Regions from separate parts of the Mus musculus genome. Here region 1 is linked to region 2. Evidence: chromatin contacts called from public HiChIP or PLAC-seq data. All regions are on one chromosome and are shown on one strand. Each heading gives the region's core, a stretch centred on a gene start, on an enhancer-like site or on the middle of the called end of the contact. The rest is flanking DNA. Distances are from core to core; before and after follow the strand shown. Region 1 overlaps Fmnl2 (formin-like 2). Region 2 holds the start of Stam2 (signal transducing adaptor molecule (SH3 domain and ITAM motif) 2).

Region 1 (5,319 bases), core at 2,124-4,623, 240 kb before region 2:
CAGGAAGATTGCTGGGGCTTGCTGGTGGCTAGCCTCACCCCAGGTTCAGAAAGACTCTGTCTCAAGGGAATAAAGCTAAGAGTGGTAAGGCAAAAAAAAAAAAAAAAAAAAACCAAAAAAAAAAAAAACAAAAAAAAAAAAAACAACCCTCTCTACTCCCTCTGGCTTCCGCATGCAGGAGGCGGCACTCACACACAGAGGCAGAGGGTTATCAGCAAAATGACTACAGTCTAAAGGATTCTTCTTGTCCCAGGCTAGCATTAAGGTTATACTGATAGAATGAATTTTTCCCATCAGCTTATCAAAAATAGATTGAAAATCGAGGTAAATAAAAACTACGAACAGGTGGGCATTGTGATGCACCCTTTAATCCTAGCACTCAGAAGCCTGCTTTGAAGCCAGCCTGGTCTACAAAACAAGTTTCAGGGCAGCCAGAGCTACACAGAGAAACCCTGTCTGAAAAACACAAAACCCAAAACTACAAACACTGCACCAATTTCTTAGAAGAAAAGTGATTCCCCAGATAATCTAATGTCAAACATGACCTGGCTAGACAATGGTATAAGCAAAACAGATAAAATTTTTTTAAAAAGGGCTGGAGAGATGGCTCAGTGGTTAAGAGCACCGACTGCTCTTCCGAAGGCCCTGAGTTCAAATCCCAGCAACCACATGGTGGCTCACAACCATCTGTAATGATAACTGAATCTCTTCTGGGGTGTCTGAAGACAGCTATGGTGTACTTACATATAATAAATAAATAAATCTTTAAAAAAAAAAAAAAGAACTAAATTTCTAAGTTCCCTTCATGCAGCATACAGGAAGTCTGTAGGCATATGAATGGTTGTCCAGTCTAGCAAACAAGTGTCCCCTGAGAAGCCTTAAAAGCTAAATTCTCAAGACAATGGTGCCAGAATCTCTAGGAAGGTGCTCAGGAGCCGCTCGCACACATGGCATGAAACCAGAAGGAAGAAGGACTAAAATGGTCCATGCTTGCGTCTTTGCTGTGGAAAGTGCTTCCTCAGGGAAAGGCATGAACGATGTAATCATGAGAAAGACACAGCATGGTCATGAAAGGCGAGTGGGGTAAAACTCAGTCCGTCAGAAGCAGTTTAGAAGCCACCAGACTGGACAGCCTCAGAGAAATCACCTACTTTGGGATCTAAGCTTCATCAGTAAACCTGGCATGCAGAAGATAGATGCAGACGGAGCTAGAGATATTTCCCTCACACAGTCCGTGGAAATCTCAAGTGTTTATATGGGTGCTTCATTTTCCTTAGAGAACAGTAAAAAGTCACATAGTAACTTTTAACACAGAAGCAGACTGACCGTATACACGGACACACATACACTTAAAATCAGCAAAGTAACATGGCAACTGAGTATATGCATGCATGTAGCTTGCACAGTTCCACGAATGTGCAGAGAGAGAGACTTGGAAATGACGCCCGACACAAAGCCCAAACTTTTTTTTTCTGTTACACTCAAAATGACTCATAAGGCAAAGAATACCAGGCTTCTATTCATAGGCCTTTGGAGGTCTCAATGGAAAAATGAACACTGCACGCAAGGCTGGTAATACATTTTTTACTGCATGCATCTGGTTTTCATGTATGCTATATTCCTGAAAACGCCTACTGTCAAGAATTTTAGGTTATGGCACAGCTCATGGTAAGTGGTCATTATCTCTAAAGTTAGTTGTCATCTAAAAAAAAAATCACCTGTAGTGAATGCAACCCCTTGTTCTGCTAATCCAGACAAAAGAAAATGAACAGAAAGGCAATTTAGATCTGTCACACAGCTCACAGACCTGTCAGGCCAAGGGAGTCGCTGCTTGATGCATCTTAAGGACTTGTAGCTGGCTGAGGTCCGCTCTGACACTGACCCACACTGGTATCAGGCAGATGAGGCGGCAGTTACCCTTTTTGTTTTTTTTGTTTTTTAACAACAGTCAGAGGCACACACCACAGTTAGTGCTTCTGTCTGTATCATAGACACTCCACATTCACATGGCCACTGAGGTTACATGCTTAGCCCCATATCAACAGAGCAGAAAATATACTCCAGGCAACATAATTTGCGAAAGGAGAATGAAGATATGGAAAGAATCCAATCTTCCGCATCCACGAGTCCATGGGTTCATATACATATTTTAAAAGCCAGTGGACTTGTTTTTCCTTTCCAAGGAAATCAGATAAATCATTTCTAAATATTAACTAAGCATGATACCTCCTACCTGAAATCCCAGCACTTGCAGGGAGGAGGGAGGAGAATCACAAATGCAAGCCAGCTTGGGCTATATAGTGAGACCCTGTCTCAAAGAAAAGGAAAACACCCACAGAGGTGAAAACGTGCTCCTTCAGCATTCTAAGAACAGGAGGAAAAGACAGAGGGAAGTGCTGGAGACAAGAAAGCCGCTGGTAAAGGACAACTGCTGTAAACAAAAATGCTTCCAGACCTTCCTCAACTAGCGTGGGTTATGTTATCTATGTGTAATACCGCCATTCCTCTAGTCAACAGATGTCCTCGGAAGCATGTAAACTTTATTTTTGAACATTCTCCTTCAGAATATAGAGTCTGACGGCGAGGGGTTGCTTTCTGTGATGGCTTGAAGGAGAAATGCTGCCCATGGCCTCGGACTTTTGAACACATACTCAGCTGGCAGTACTGATCGGAGAGGTTTGGGTGGTGCCGCTTTGCTGGAGGAAATGTGTCACTTGGGGAGGACCCTGAAATTAAAATCCCAGCAAAGGAGGCAAAGGCAAGTAGAACTCTCAGTTCAAGACCACCCTGTCTACAGAGTGATTTCTAGGTCAACCAGGGCTACACAGAGAAACCCTATTTTAAAACCAACAAATGAACAAATAGCTTTGCCTAGCCCTAGTACAGGGTATAGACCTTTAATCCCAGTACCTGGGAGGTAGAGACAAGCAGATTTCTGCGAGTTCTGGGCCAGTCTGTTGTACAAAGCGAGTTCCAGGATAGCCAGGGCTACATAGTAAGACTCTGTTTCTACATAGCAAGTAACTAAGTATATAAATACATAAATGGCCTCACCTACTTCTATTTCCTACTTGTGGTTCAAGATGTGAGCTCTCAGCTTCTGGTTCCTGTGCCCAGGCTGCCATTTGAGCCCAGGTCTCTGCTCAGTCACTGTGCACTCTACCCTTGGAGCTATAAATCACAATACACTCTCTCTTCCTTAAATTGCCTTGGGCCATGGTGTTTTATCACAGCAACAGAAAAGTAACTAAGACAGCGACATTCCGGAATGGGCAGCTGCTGTTAACATGTTGCTTTGAAAGGCAACAGAGTCACAGGCTTTGGTTTTTGCATTCACTAGTTCTTACAAACTCTTTTAGTAAACCACATCTTTGACAATACAATGCTCTGTTCCTGAATGCAGGGCAGGTGGTTACTTTCCTGTAATTTAGCTTTCAGATCAGTCCTGATATAACAGACGTTGGCAGGCAACCAACATTCACAACACATGACTGTCAAGTACACAACCCGTTTCCACTGTACTACAAACAAAACCCTGACACCTGAATGTTTTATGATCTTTCTTTTTTTTTCTAGCAAAACTTGGAGCAATATAACTGAAGTCCCCAGGTCTCCTGAAGGCCCCCAGGGATTCCAGGAAAATAGCACTGTTTGGCTGTTGTTATATATACTGTGGTTCTTTGTGAGTTTTAGTTTTGGACACAAGAATTCTCTATTTAAAAGAAGTTCACCAATATTTGTGAATTATCAGTAGTGTTTAGACGAATTTAAAGCAAAGCCTTGAATGTCTGGATGCTTGCTTCAGCAAGCTGTGCTGACTCATTAAAAGTGGCATGTGTTGTGTGGGGCAACATTAAATTTAGCAGCTGCTGGGTTTGTGTATATATAGTTTGTATGTGTGTGTATGTGTGTATATATATATATATATGCACAAACACACACCATGTCTTACGTCACTTGACCAGAGACACCTTAACTGGAACCATGGCAGACCATAATTATAAAGTATCTAACATATTTTTATACCATTATTGTTCAGTCTACACTCAATCTCCATCTTCTATTTTCTTCTGTTGCTTTAATTTTCCAGTGTGAAGTTATGCACAAACCTCAGGGATTTTTAGACTGGCCAGAACCCAAGAGGCTCCAAATAGACAAAACCTAAACAATGATCATCAGCCATTTTTGCTTAGCTGGATTAGAACTTGTCTAGATGGCTGCTGGTCCTTAGACACCCATTTTCATGGTCTGTGACCTACACCAACAGAGGTACAAGGAACATAGGAAGAAGGAGCTAGACCAGAATCCAGATGTGCAGCCCACGTGCAGTGAGTGTAAAATCAAAAGTTGATGGGGGGTGCCATCCTCCTCTGCTCTCCACTTGGACAGAGTTCAGAGACTCTGCTCAGCTGGCCAGGCAGCCTGCTCCCTGGATCCTGTCCCTACACCCCCAAGCACTGGACATACAAACAGGCCTCCATGTCCACCTACCATGCTCATGGGTTCTAGGAAACCCCAAGTTTCTTAAACAGTACGCTGCTATAGTTGGTCAATCTCACAAAAGGTCAAAAGATTTGCCAGCAATGAAAGATGTCGGAACATACAGTGAAACTCAATTCAAAATAAAGAAGATCATGAATGAGTCGTTTTGGGGCAGCATTTGATCATGTTGCATCTCACGGCTATGCCTCAGCCTCCTGAATGCACAGCCTTGCTCACTCATCACTACACAAAATGCCACTCAATGCCAACAATAGCTTTGTCTGCAACACATTAGCTCGTATCTGACACTGCTGTTAAAAACTGCAGTGTTTTGACTGTATATACAATGTTTGTTGCCCTTACAAAGCACACTGGCCTAATTATGAAAAACAAACACTTTTAGTTCTTTCCTACAACACTCACCAGCATGTATCAAATTAACATATCTCTGGATCTAGTTGAGTTAATTTTAACAACTGCTGCTAGAGAAGCCTGTTGGGGAGGCTCAGTCCTGTAATCATCACAGCACAAGTGCAAGAGATCACAAGTGCAAGGTCATCTTTGTGAGGTCAGAGTCAGCCAGGACTAAACGAGCAAAGCTGTGTCCCAAAAAATGGCCATCCGAATTGCTGAACTGAGTTTCATGTTTTAAAATGTTTAAAACTTGACTTGGAATGAGGACAGAACTTTTGAACAATATACGAGGTGGCGGTCTCACCATGGAGAAGTGTAAAATCAAAGCAGCCATCAGCCCTGAAAAACCATGAAGAGGCTTCATGCTCTACAATATTGAATACTTGAGACATAAATGCCAATATTTATGTAAAAATAAATAAG
Region 2 (5,581 bases), core at 548-3,047:
TCTCAAAACTGAAAGAAGAGTCCATAAATAAATAAACACTGAAATGATTCTCAAAATTAAAAAAAAATTGTTGAAAAACTTCAAGTCCTAGAAGGAAGGGCTCGTGCTTCAATAAATGGCTGAAACTGACTAGAGCTGCCAGCTTTAGTTTAAAAATACTTAATTACTTGAGACCGGGTCTCACTATACAGCCCTGTCTGACCTGTAATCTATATAGGTGGATAACTATATAGATCCACCCGCCTGTACCACCATGCCTGGTTATAAAGATCTTTTAAATTATGTGTGTTTATGATATGTGTGAGTTGGAGGGTCCGTGCTCGGGATACTGCCGAAGGGTGTGTGTGTGGCGGGGAGAAGACACCTTTCTGGAGTTGGTTCCTTCTGCCTTGGCTTCTGGGTGCTGAACATCACTCTTCAGGCTTGGGCTAGAAGGGCTTTTACAGCCAAGTGATTTCGTCGGCTCAAGGTGCCAGCTTTAGATGTGTGCTTTTCCATTCAAAAGCCATGGCCACATTCTAAAAGTACTTACCGTGCACTTTCTTACCAGATACTGTTTTTTAGATCCTGCGTTCACACTGTGAACAAAACTCATGGAATTTATAGTCTAATGAATAAGGATACTACAATTATCTGTACTATAGAGAGTGATAAATGATATGAACAGATACGAAGCAGGGTGAAGACGTACAGGGCAACGTATTGCAGGAAGAGTGTTTGCACACTTATACTTATTTAAATGCCTGGCTGGATCTGGTGGGAACCCGGATTTATGACTCTTATACATAACTAAGTCATTATAAATGTTTTTGCACTATAATGCTTGAGTGCACTTCACTCATCTTTGAACATGACTCAGCGATCCGCCTACCTCTGCCTACCACGTGCTGGGATTAATGGCGTGGGCCACAACGCCAGGCATTAGATTTTTAATTTTACGTGTCTGCATGTGGGTATAGGACGGTGAGTGTAGATGCCTACGGAAGCCAGAAGAGGGTGTCGGGTTCCCAGGAACTAGGCATTACAGACTGCTGTAACCCCTGCCTCCGCGAAGGTACGAAAACCTCAGCAGCAAGCGCTCTTAATTGCTGAGCCACCTCTCCAGTCCCTTCACTCGTCTTTATATTCCATGGTCCAAGCTCTGTTTTCATGCAGGAGAAATGAGAAGCAAAGAGTCTCTCCACAGCCGCTTTCCAGGGTGACTATTTCGGCTTGGTTAACCGCGGGATCCCATGAGCATCTACAACCCAGGCGGCAATTCTCAGCGCCTCTCATAAGGCGACAGCTGTTTCCATAGCAACCAGACGCGATGCGGGCGCGGGGTCCGAGTAGCAAGACCTGACCTGGTACCCAGGAAGTACTCGGGTTCGAGAAGAGCTGCTGTCACAACCTGGGGCGAAGGAAACGACATTCCCGAGCCACGCACCCCGCCTCGCCACTCAGGATCTGCAAGCTCGGCGGCCTCTGGCATCTCCAGCTACCACAACTTCCGGCCCTGAAGCCCCTCCCCTGGGCCCCGTGGCTCTCTCGGGTCCTCACTGCGGAAAGGTGACTGTGGCGGCTGCCGTGTCTGATCAGGCGTCGGATCGGGGGCTGCCACGTCTTTGGGACAGCAGAGAGGCCACTACAGGGTGTTAGAGCTCAGCCAAGCGTCGTGCGGCCCCACCGGTGGGGCTGGAGCCGCGGCGGCCGGGCGCCGGACAGGCAGGCGCGCGCAGGGCAGGCACGGCGGCGGAAGTGAAGGCACCGCTGGGCCAAGCCGTCTAGGAAGCCGCGGCGGGTCGCCCAGCTGGGGCAGTCGGAGTCCCGCCAGAGCGTCGGGATTCAGCTCGGGTTGCCGGCGTGATGCCTCTGTTCACTGCCAACCCGTTCGAGCAAGATGTGGGTGAGTGCGGTGCCCGGCGCGCTGTGTGCAAGGCGAAAGTGGGCGGCGGCCTGGGTGCCTGGAAACCCCGGCGGAGAGCGAAGGGGCGGCGCCGCTCTCGACGGCGGGGGGCAGCCTCGGTGCGTCTCTGGCTCGCCCGACTCCTGCCTGTCCGAGATTGGGATACCGAGAAGGGTTGTTCCAGTCACCCAGAGCAGGAGTGGGGGAAAAGCCTTGTTCGTACGAGGCTTAAGTTGCTGATACAAACTTCCTGCTTTCTCCCGAGCTCGTTAACACCCGTCCCTTTGGGAAAAAAAAAGTGCAGTACTGGACACCCTTTTTGCTGCCGAGGGCAGTCTTGAACTAGAGACCTAAGACTTACCAGGTTTAATTCGCATCGCTCCCGTAAGCACACATCTAAGCCCTGGTGGTTGCAGTTTTCGTATTTATTGACTGTTTTGAAGGTGCTGCGAGAGCCAGGCGCGGAGGATGAGAAGGAAAACTCCCAGAATCTTTAAATAGCCCAGAACAACCGATATTTGTTGGAGTCAAAACTTTACTCTGGTAGCGCATGACTTTCAAAATGAGAAAAAAGATGGATGGGTACAACTTAAGCATAATATTAACAGTAAAAGCACAGGCTAGCATTATTTTTGTAGCAGTAGTTAACACGCTCCTAGCGAGCTTTTCGGATTTAGAAATTTCCAGTCAAACAAAAATGCTACACATTTTACTACCAGTTTGTTCAGTTAAAATTTTTGTTCATTTAAGAAAAGACTAGAAAGTGCTTCATCTTGTTATAATTCTCAAAATCACGTTCAAATCATGTGAGTGACTAATTATATAGGAAGCATGTGAGGCTTAGTCACTGTTTAAGGAATAATTAATTGTTCTTTTGTAACAATACCTATGTGACACATTACACTTTTTAATTGTTATTGAATTAATTGAGTTTTGAGACAGAGTGGAGTCTTTATATAGTCTAGGCTGGCTTCAGTTTCTTAAAACCTCAGTCTTAATATTGAGAACTGCGGGATGCCAAGTCTGGGTGGGCCTCCACCCTCTTTGAGACCCGTGCTTCTTAGTGTGACTCTAAACGCTTTGATTTTGCTCTAATGAAATATGTGTGGAAAAAGCCAAGTAGAAGAGGTTATTTTATTTTTTTTTTCTTTATTAGTTTGTTATTTGTGTGCGTGGGTGTTTTGCCTACATGTTATATTTGTCACTTGTGTGCTGTGCCCGAGGAGGCCAGAAGACAGTGTCAGATCACCTGTCACTGGAGTTACAGACAGCTGTGAGCCACCGTGTGGGTGCTGGGAAGAGCAGGGAATGTTCTTAACTGAGCCATCTCTCCAGCCCATGACAGATTATTTAAAATACAAAACCTATGAACTTTTTAATTTTTTAATTTAATTAATTAATTAATTAATTAATTTATTTATTTATTTGGTTTTTTGAGACAGGGTTTCTCTGCCCTGGCTGTTCTGGAATCCACACTGTAGACCAGACTGGCCTCGAACTCAGGAGTAGATCAGGCTGGTCTTGAATTCAGAGATCTGCCTGCCTTTGCCTCTCAAGTGTTGGGGTTAAAGGTGTGTGCTACCATGCCCAGCTTAAAACCTATAAACTCTTTCTTCAGGGAAAAAATTTCCTAGGAGCCTGCTGTTTTCAAATTGAAAACTTTTTTGGTAGCAATATTATGAGTTGCTCTGCCCAGTTTATTTTTCTATACTGTCTCCTCAGTACGTTCTGAAATCTTTGCATCAGAGCTTAGTGTAGTTCTCTTAGGTGCTGATCTTCAGGCACAAATAAACAAACAAACAAAAAAACCTATGTCGGTTATTTCATGGGCTGTGAAATTGGTTGAGGCCACTTGGACGAATGCAACTAAAAAAAAAAAAAAGGAACGAAATTCTAAGGAGCTCAGATTGCTCTGAAACAAGTATCAGGAAATTATATGTTGTGTTTTTTAGACCTTAAGGACTCTTAGTGTGAAAAAGTTAATAATGCAAACAAGCCATTAACTGATTGAGCATTTTACAGCAATATTCCATGCCCACTTTTTTGGGTAGCATTATCTTTATTTCTGTGGTTTATGTGTGTTAGCAGTGTTCACTCTTCATCCAACAGAAATGCATGGGTGATCACTGTAGATCAGGCATTGTAGTGTGTGCTACAGAGACAAAAATTAATACGTATACTGAGTGCTTGCTCACAAGACACTCAAGTCCAAGAAAGGACACGTGCTCCAGTAGATGGTTGACCTAAAATGTGATTAATGCAGCTTGGTAGATATGGGGGATATGGAAGATGGTATCTGTCCTACCCCTTTGCCTAAAGTTATCGATCATCTATGATGGCAAGACAAACAATAGTGTTAGGTAGCCAGTTCCCAAGGTAAAGGTCGCCATTGTTCTTTCCTTCCCTGGCAGCATTGCTTCAGTAGGAAGCAGCCAGGTCTTACATTATGTTCAATAGAGCACACACAGGAGGTTCCCAAGGAGAGAAAGTAAACATGGAGGACTTGGTGGGAAGATGGAGTGGCTGGTATTAAAAGGAGATGATTTTGGCGTGGCACGTAGACCCCCTTCTCTTTTGCAGCAATCCCCAGAGAGGCAGCTGTGAAAATGTTCAGTCCCTTTGTGGCTTCCGACTGATCGCAACAGGCATGTGAAGGGCACTTCACTGCGCCTTCTCACACTCGGAGGAAGCTCGTGTTTCCCTGAGACAGAAGGATAATGCTCGCTCTACGCACCACCCTATGCACAAGGGATGATGAAGTTCAGGTTATATGAGGACAGTACAAAGGTTGGCAGGTTGCAGAGTGGTCCAGGTGTGCAGGAAGAAGCATGAATCTCCTCCATGGAATGGGAGAAAAGGCTGTGGCACAAGCGTCCATGTGAGCATCCACCCAGCAAGGTGATTATCACCAAGGTCAAGCTGGAAAAAGTCTGCAGAAACATAATATTAAAAATGAAAATCCTGCAACAGAAAGCCAAGTCTGGCCAAGTAGGAAAGGGAAAGGGTGAATACAGGGGAGAAAATACTGAAAAGATGCAGGGGTAGAGGAACTTCATACATCTTACTTTAAAGACAGCTTGAGTAAGCAAGGGTGGGTGTGTGCTATTTGCTTAGGTTTAGTACCAGGCTTGTTACCTTTGGTCCACAGTCATTGCTTGGCTGTTTTATGCCCTAACCCACACTGCTTGTTGCTGTACTTTTTTCTCTTTGCTCAAGCCAGGCACTTTTTTTTTTGTCTAGTAGTCTGCGCTCTGGGCTATTTATCATTCATTGCTGAATGTTTGTGTTATTTTAAAAGTTGACGTTCTATTGCGTGTTTGGATGTACATGTGCCACAGGGAACATGTGGCGGAGGGCATCCTTGTTGAGGCAGAGTCTCCTTTCTACCTTGCTGTGCTCTCCTAGCCGGCCGGTGAGCTGCTGAGTTCCTGGGACAGTTTTCTAAAGGCGGGCTGGGTTGTGTACCGCTGCGTCTGGTCCTCAGGCTTCCGAGGCAACTGGCTTCAACTCTGCTGAACCATCTCCCTGGCCATTGTTTTATTTTATTCTTGAGACAGAGTCATAGTATGCGTCTTGGTCTGTCCTGGAACTCTCATGTAGCCTTGCCTGGCCTTGAACTCGAGGTCTTGCCTTAGCTTTCTGAATGCTGGGTACTGGGGTGTATGCCATCATGCCTGTATTAGTCAAGGTTCTCTA

What was found. HiChIP or PLAC-seq counts read pairs in DNA pulled down with a chosen protein or histone mark.
Region 1: a contact with region 2 is called in an H3K4me3 HiChIP or PLAC-seq map of stem cell-derived neural progenitor cells, with 22 read pairs. The contact joins the enhancer-like site here to the promoter of Stam2 in region 2. A contact is called at or near these places in 1 of 39 promoter capture datasets (neutrophils), 1 of 15 datasets of contacts at CTCF or cohesin (large pre-B cells), 5 of 484 Hi-C or Micro-C datasets (beige adipocytes, bone marrow-derived macrophages, embryonic fibroblasts and 2 more), 10 of 115 datasets of contacts at active chromatin or transcription factors (bone marrow-derived macrophages, embryonic stem cells, extraembryonic endoderm stem cells and 5 more) and 2 of 9 other capture datasets (adipose tissue and liver).

What each region holds. Positions count from the first base shown.
Region 1 is chr2:52,977,520-52,982,838 of GRCm38.p6, reverse strand. All of the region lies in intron 1 of Fmnl2 (formin-like 2), which reads right to left. Among named protein-coding and RNA genes, the nearest start is that of Gm52511, 29 kb to the left of the region's middle. Within about 2 kb of position 3,373, at least 82 of the 459 cell types and tissues checked have an H3K27ac peak or open chromatin away from gene starts, as enhancers often do. A contact at or near this core is called in hematopoietic stem cells, pancreatic cancer cells, stem cell-derived neural progenitor cells and 1 more, where this site is marked.
Region 2 is chr2:52,738,365-52,743,945 of GRCm38.p6, reverse strand. It overlaps Stam2 (signal transducing adaptor molecule (SH3 domain and ITAM motif) 2), which reads left to right and starts at 1,797. Exons shown (of 14, transcript NM_019667.2): 1 at 1,797-1,885. The coding sequence starts at 1,846.